Linked DNA regions of Arachis hypogaea: region 1 is linked to region 2. Evidence: chromatin contacts called from public Hi-C data. All regions are on one chromosome and are shown on one strand. The core of a region is the stretch at or near the end of the contact, and the rest is flanking DNA. Distances in the headings are between cores, read along the strand shown.

Region 1 (3,377 bases), core at 780-3,279, 59 kb before region 2:
CCTCCAAGTACATGATAACAAAGCTAATATCCGCAATATAGAGAATCTGAGTCCTGTGGCTTAAAACTAGAGTCCATAACTCCGGTGTTGGAGCTAACAAATATACAAAACCACCCTTGTTGCTGAATACTTTAGACCCAAATGGCTTTCCTATCCATTCTGAATGCTTAAAGACACCGAATCGATTCTGCAGTACAGTACTTTCAGACACGGTTACGGCCTTCAGGTTGTCATGCCTTTCATAAACTATAACCAAATCACCATTGCTAATCAATCGATTGAAAGATAATTTTGTTGCAGGATCAATTGCCAGCATCTTAAAAGTCCTCAAGAATCTTTCAACAAAATCACAAGGAACAATTATCTGTAATTCATGAAAGGGAAAAAAACCAATAATGCACATTGAATTATTTGGATGTAACTACAATTTAAACTTACTGCATTTAACTCTCTGTCCAAAAATTCATACATGAGTTTTGAACATAAAACACTAATGAAAGTTACCAACTTGAAATTAAATAAAAGTGTGAACTTTTCTCTTAGAAGGAAAACCAAATAAGAAAACAGAGGCAACTAACTGATGATGGAGCAAGCTATAATCTTGACTCGTCAAGGTGAAAACATTATCGACCGAATTGATGGATTCACAAGTTGGGTATCAGAGCTTTGAAAATTGATGAAGGACCAACAGCAGCACTGGTTTAACACAAATATAAATTGATGAGTGATGAGGGGGTTTAACCTGGGGCTATGGTTGGATTGATGGTTTTGGAAAGAGGAGAATGAGATAAAGAGATTATAACAGGATTTTAAAGTAATCTGTAAATAGTACTCCCTAGATCATTAAATGGCTGACAAAGTTATTTCAACTTTGTTAATGATAAAAATACCAAAATATTTTAAAATGCTACAAAAACATAATTATAATAAAATAATATATAAAATTATAAATAAAGACACAGAAATATATTCTAGTAAATCTTAAAAATACACAAATTAATCTAATGACCAACAAAATCTAATAACAAGAACAACTAGGCAACAGCAATTAACATAAGTCAATAACAACATAGCAAAAATTTAATAACACTTAACACAACATCAATTAAGTGATTAACAACTTAACAAATCAACAAAGATGTAATGTCTGTTTGGTCCCTGAAATTCCCAATGCCCGTCAAAACAGCCCTGATTTTTGAAAATGATAAAATTGGTCCCTGAAATTACAAATTGCGAATCTCTTTCGCCCCTAATTCAAATGTCGTTAACACAGTGCTGACTGCTGACATGGAGCACTAAAGTGTTAGCTTGAAATTCCCAATAGTAAGGTGACATGGTTAAGACTTCGGATCAAATAGTCGACTAGTCGTCCCAAATTGGTTAATTGGACTCATTTTAGCCTCTCCACTAGTATAAAATCAATTAACCAAAATGAGTTTAGGGCACCCAATTGATCATATTGAAATCTTAGATATGTCACCTTAATGTCAAGCTAACACTTTGTCAGCACAATATTGAATTAACGGGCGAAGAAAATTCAGATTTGTAAATTCAGGAGCAATTTGGTACTTTTCAAAAAGCCAGGACTGTTTATCTCTAGCGCTAGGAATTTCAGAGAACAAACTGGACGTTGCCTCAATTAACAAATAGCAAAAACAACACAACACAGCAATGAGCAACATGCAGCAAGAACAACTAGGCAATAGCAAAAAATCTGATAACCAACAAAAAAAACACACAACCAGAAACTACAACACAGAAACCAGCAACCATCAACAAAAAGTAAAAACTCAGCAAGAATCAAAGAGGAGAGGACTGCACTACCAGAACTGGAAGACGAGCACGAGGTGAGGGCGACGATGACGGCAGAGCTCGGCGGACTGGAGTGAAATCGCCGCTTCAAGCTCAGGGAAAGGAAGAAAAGCGGAACGGACTGCTGGAAGAGGGGGAGAACCGGATAAGATGGGGCCAGCAGCGGGCTGGGAAGGCTGGAGACGGCGGGGGCTGGAGACGGCGGGACTGGGAAGGGGAAGGGGAGACCCGGAACTTGGAAGGGATTTACTGATTTAGGTATTTCTTAAAAAAAAACGGTCAACTTCGAGGCTGTGTTTATTTTTTAAAATAGAATAAAAAAATATTAAAAAGTGAAAATAAAATATAAAAAATAGAAATATAAAATTTTGTGTTTTTATATTTTTAATAATAATAAATTAAAACAAAATATAAAAATTTAATTTTTTTATTTAAAAAATTTAAAACAAAAAATATAATAATAAAAAATATAATTATAAAAAACTAATAAAAAATAAAAATAAATACTAAATTATATTTTTTATTAATATTTCGAATTCTTTTTGTTAGAATAAATATAAAATATATTAATTTAATATTTTTTTCATATCTTTTCTATTAAACAGAATTTTATGTTTTTATATCCATATTTTATTTTAATAAATAAACGCAACCTAAATTTTTAAGATCGACACTTAACTCCTCGCCTTTTGAAATACAAAATTATGTCATTTTGAAGACCTCCAGATGCAACTGTTTAATAAATATTCTTTCATTTTTCCCCATATATAACGAAAAGACTTTAAACTCCATTCTCTCTTCTTCATTTTACAGAAATAATTCTAACATTTTACAACGTTAACCCCAATCAAAAAAATTCTATTGATAATGACTTCACTGCAGCTCTCCTTGATGATTGCCTCGCCAAAATCTTTAGCTAAATTATAACCCTCTTAGTTTTTGAAAATTTTAAATAATAAATAATTCATAATTCATTATTTTATTTAAAAAAATATTTTTTAAAAAATAATTAAATTAAATTTTATAATATTTTAAATTTAAAATTTATTAAAATTTTTAAATAATTTTTATTATAATAAATATTTTAAAAAATAAAAAATTATTATTATTATTATTATTATTATTATTATTATTATTATTCCAAAAAAAGGAAGAATTGGTCCAAACCTTAAAGAAACAAAGGAAGGAAATAAAATAAGGTGGCTTGCATGCTTTTATATATATATATATATAAACCATGGCAACTCATTAGTTTCATTCATTGAATGTCATATAATCACATAATCATCTTCAATTGGCTTCATTTTTTTTCGAGTAAATTTTAGAATAGTTTTTGAAATTCGAGTCATTATCTAATGTGATCTTTAAGATCCCAATTGTACTATTATAATCTTTCAGATATGGTTTCTGGCTTTATTTTTTTTCGAATAAATCTCCATAATAGTTTTTGAGATTTGGGTCGTTATCTAATATGGTCTTTGAGATCCCAATTGCACCATTGTAATCTTCCAGATACGGCTCCAGGCACCATAATAGTCCTTGGACAGTTTTTCGGTGCTGAGTCA
Region 2 (3,043 bases), core at 432-2,931:
GAGTTCACTTAGGTCAAAATTAGCCTCCAAATACAACCTAGGTCCTAGGCTAAGATCTTTTCTTTTACATTGTCAAAATCTGTCATTTATATTCTCATCCAATAATTATAAACATTTATTACAACATTTTCTTTTGGTATTACATTTAATACAACTTTTAGAAGTTTACTATGCTAACTTCACCAATAACATTCCCCAACTCCTAAATAAACCCTAAACCTTTTTTTTGCATTAAGAACAATATATTATACATCCCATAACTAAGGGAAACATAAGGCCCATACAAGTAAATGTTGAACTCTTTGTCATCATCATCATCATTAATTGTCTCATATATGTACAAGTAATTTTTTTTTTTTTGGTGACTACATGTACAAGTAATTAATTTAACGGCAGATTGTCTCACCTATTTTTTCCACCAAATTTAAATACATGCTTTAATTTTGAAAAAAAAAATGATGCCAACCATAAACCCAAAAAAAAATGTCATATATCAACAAGGAAAAAAACCTCTGAAAAATTATGTAAATATTTTAAGAATACCCTCTATTAGAAAAATATTATTGAACTTGAATTTTTTAAATTATTTTAATAAAGACATTCCCAAACAAAACTCATGATGGGAAAATAAAATAAAATATTATGACATTATTTCACTATCCTTGCATAACTACCAAGCTTTGATTATATGTCAGTGTTATAACAAAGATAAGAAATCTTTCTCAGACCACATTGAAGCCTAAATTCAATGCCCCTTGGCCCCCTCCTAATAATCATGTTGATGCCTATGATTTATAGATAAAGAACGGAAACAAGGACCCCTATTATATTCAGAAAATAACCTATATCTAACCCTTGCCACATGTCATATAAAATTAGCATAAGGATTTTGACCCAAAACAATTACCAAAAGATGTCTCTCTTTTATCCAATATTTTTAAAACATAGCTTGCCCCTAAGATCAAAATCATATAGTCCTTTCATGTTTGAAAATTAAATTACTATTAGAGATATTTGTATTTGTAACCGTTGGAAAGCATTATTATTTATGGAAAGATGCATTTTCTTTTTCTTTTTTTCCTCATCAAATATCTAATCCTCCTTTTATGGGACAAGAAAGGTTTTGCAAATATTGTCTTCACATTCACATGCCCCTTTCACCACCGACCTTGCTCAATAAAGCTGGCATCATGTGGGGTCCTAAATTCCAATTATACATTTACAACCAATGTGCCATACTAGTTAGATACATTAAATGATTTTTCACACCTTCAAGGGCAAACATGGAATTCAACAATAGACCTTTTTCCAAGAGATATTTCATGCTTCTCAAACAAATTGACATTTATATACATAACCATTTATTCTTGATTAATAATAGTTTTAATTTAACACAATGTCAATATAAAATATTATATCAAAATTTAATTTAGCCATTTACCAAAACAAAAAACATGTGACTTTAGAAAACTTTAAAATGCACATTAATTAAATTAAATGTTATAATTAAAGATCATTTCTCATATTCTTTTTTATTTCCTTTTAAATTATGAAGCTCAACAACCACACCAACCATTCCGGAAGGCGAATGAAAGTATAATATACCTCTGACAATACAATAGACCACATGCATGCATAGATTTAGAGGCATCCAAGGACATAACTGGCAATAAAATAAAACTTCAATAAAGTAGTCAAAAAGAGAGGGAATTAGAACATAACATGAGAATATATAAAAGAGAATGAAAGAAGGCTACGGATTATAAAATTCCTACCTACATATAATTTATGTACATATTATTATATTTTATATTTATATATATCATGCAATGTCTGATGAAAGATGCGTAACAGCTAGACAATCCCGGCCACTGGCCTGATATCAACAAAATTTTGGGGCATGTTTTTGATAAATCTGCATGAAATTAAAATAAAAAATGAAAAAAGATTCTAAAAAGAAAAAAGGGTTACTCCCAATGCAACGGTCCACACGGTTCTTTCCCCTTTTTTTTCTCTCTTTCAAAATGGCCAAAACACAAGTGGACAATGCTATGCTGCCATTGAACCATGCCACAGTCATGAGTCCCCACAACACACTCAGCCATGCACTGTAATACTGCATTATGTCCTTCCTTTGTACACCGAGCTAACTGGCTTTCTCACGCCGTTGGATTTGGCGTCGGATTTGGTCAATTTTTGCTCCGACACCTTACCCAACGACGAGAGGAAGAGAAATACTTGTATGCTTTTAGAATTATTTAATGCGGGTTTCAGAGATATTCAGGACACTAACGAAAATCTTTCGTTAGGCCTGAATATTTCTTAAACAAGTATATATATTTTTGAAGCGAGTGTTCGCTTCAAAAATATTTGAAGTATTTCTTGTAAGAGAAAATGAGTCAGCTCAGGGAGAAAAAAGAGTACATGTTGTGGGGTCAGTGCCTCTGACCAAAAGTTGCTGCTACCTTTGCCTTGTGGAGTTGAATTTTTTCACCTTGGTGGTGGTGGTGGTTGTTCTTTGATGGAGTGAAAGGTAAACTTGGCATTGAATTACAGTTTTACCAATCCTGAAACCTGGAACCACAGTGAATGCAACTTGTGGATCTGATTCCACTGTCTGATCTGAGCAAAGGAGCATGTCATCATTCACACTCTCCATGTACACATCAGAGAATCTGCAACCTTTTCTCACTTGGAAGATCGAAACTTGGGGCTCGAAGGAGAAGGCTAAGCAGTGTAGTATCCAAACCTTCTTTGCCATCTCGGCAAATGAGCCAAAGAATGCCGTGTCCGGGAACCCTTCTCCAGAGTTCAGGAGGTTCCTCTGGCTCAGGTTGCCGAAGAATGATGATTCCATCTTGGGGTGGACTAGTTTCAAGTACTTGACCCTGCAGAATTTCGCGAAGGATGATCTTGGATTCACGGCAAGAAACTCCCTTGCTTTGGTGGATTTGAGCTCATTGAACCGAGCGAAGAAAACTTGCTGCCGTTTGTTCCGGTCTGGAAGGGATTCATTCAGGAGGGAGAAATCAGGAAAATGGAA

The links. A called contact is a pair of places that touch in the nucleus more often than the background predicts.
Region 1: a contact with region 2 is called in a Hi-C map of leaf, with 2.5 times the contacts expected there. The contact joins two enhancer-like sites. A contact is called at or near these places in 4 of 8 Hi-C or Micro-C datasets (leaf and an unstated tissue).

What each region holds. Positions count from the first base shown.
Region 1 is chr7:79,037,638-79,041,014 of arahy.Tifrunner.gnm2.J5K5, reverse strand. It overlaps the pseudogene LOC112703593. Among protein-coding and RNA genes, the nearest start is that of LOC112704152, 6.9 kb to the left of the region's middle. Within about 2 kb of position 2,029, at least 1 of the 3 cell types and tissues checked has open chromatin away from gene starts, as enhancers often do.
Region 2 is chr7:78,978,474-78,981,516 of arahy.Tifrunner.gnm2.J5K5, reverse strand. LOC112703592 (protein GRAVITROPIC IN THE LIGHT 1) reads right to left here. Exons shown (of 3, transcript XM_025755125.3): 3 at 1,711-3,043. The coding sequence ends at 2,462. Among protein-coding and RNA genes, the nearest start is that of LOC112703592, 6.2 kb to the right of the region's middle. Within about 2 kb of position 1,681, at least 3 of the 3 cell types and tissues checked have open chromatin away from gene starts, as enhancers often do.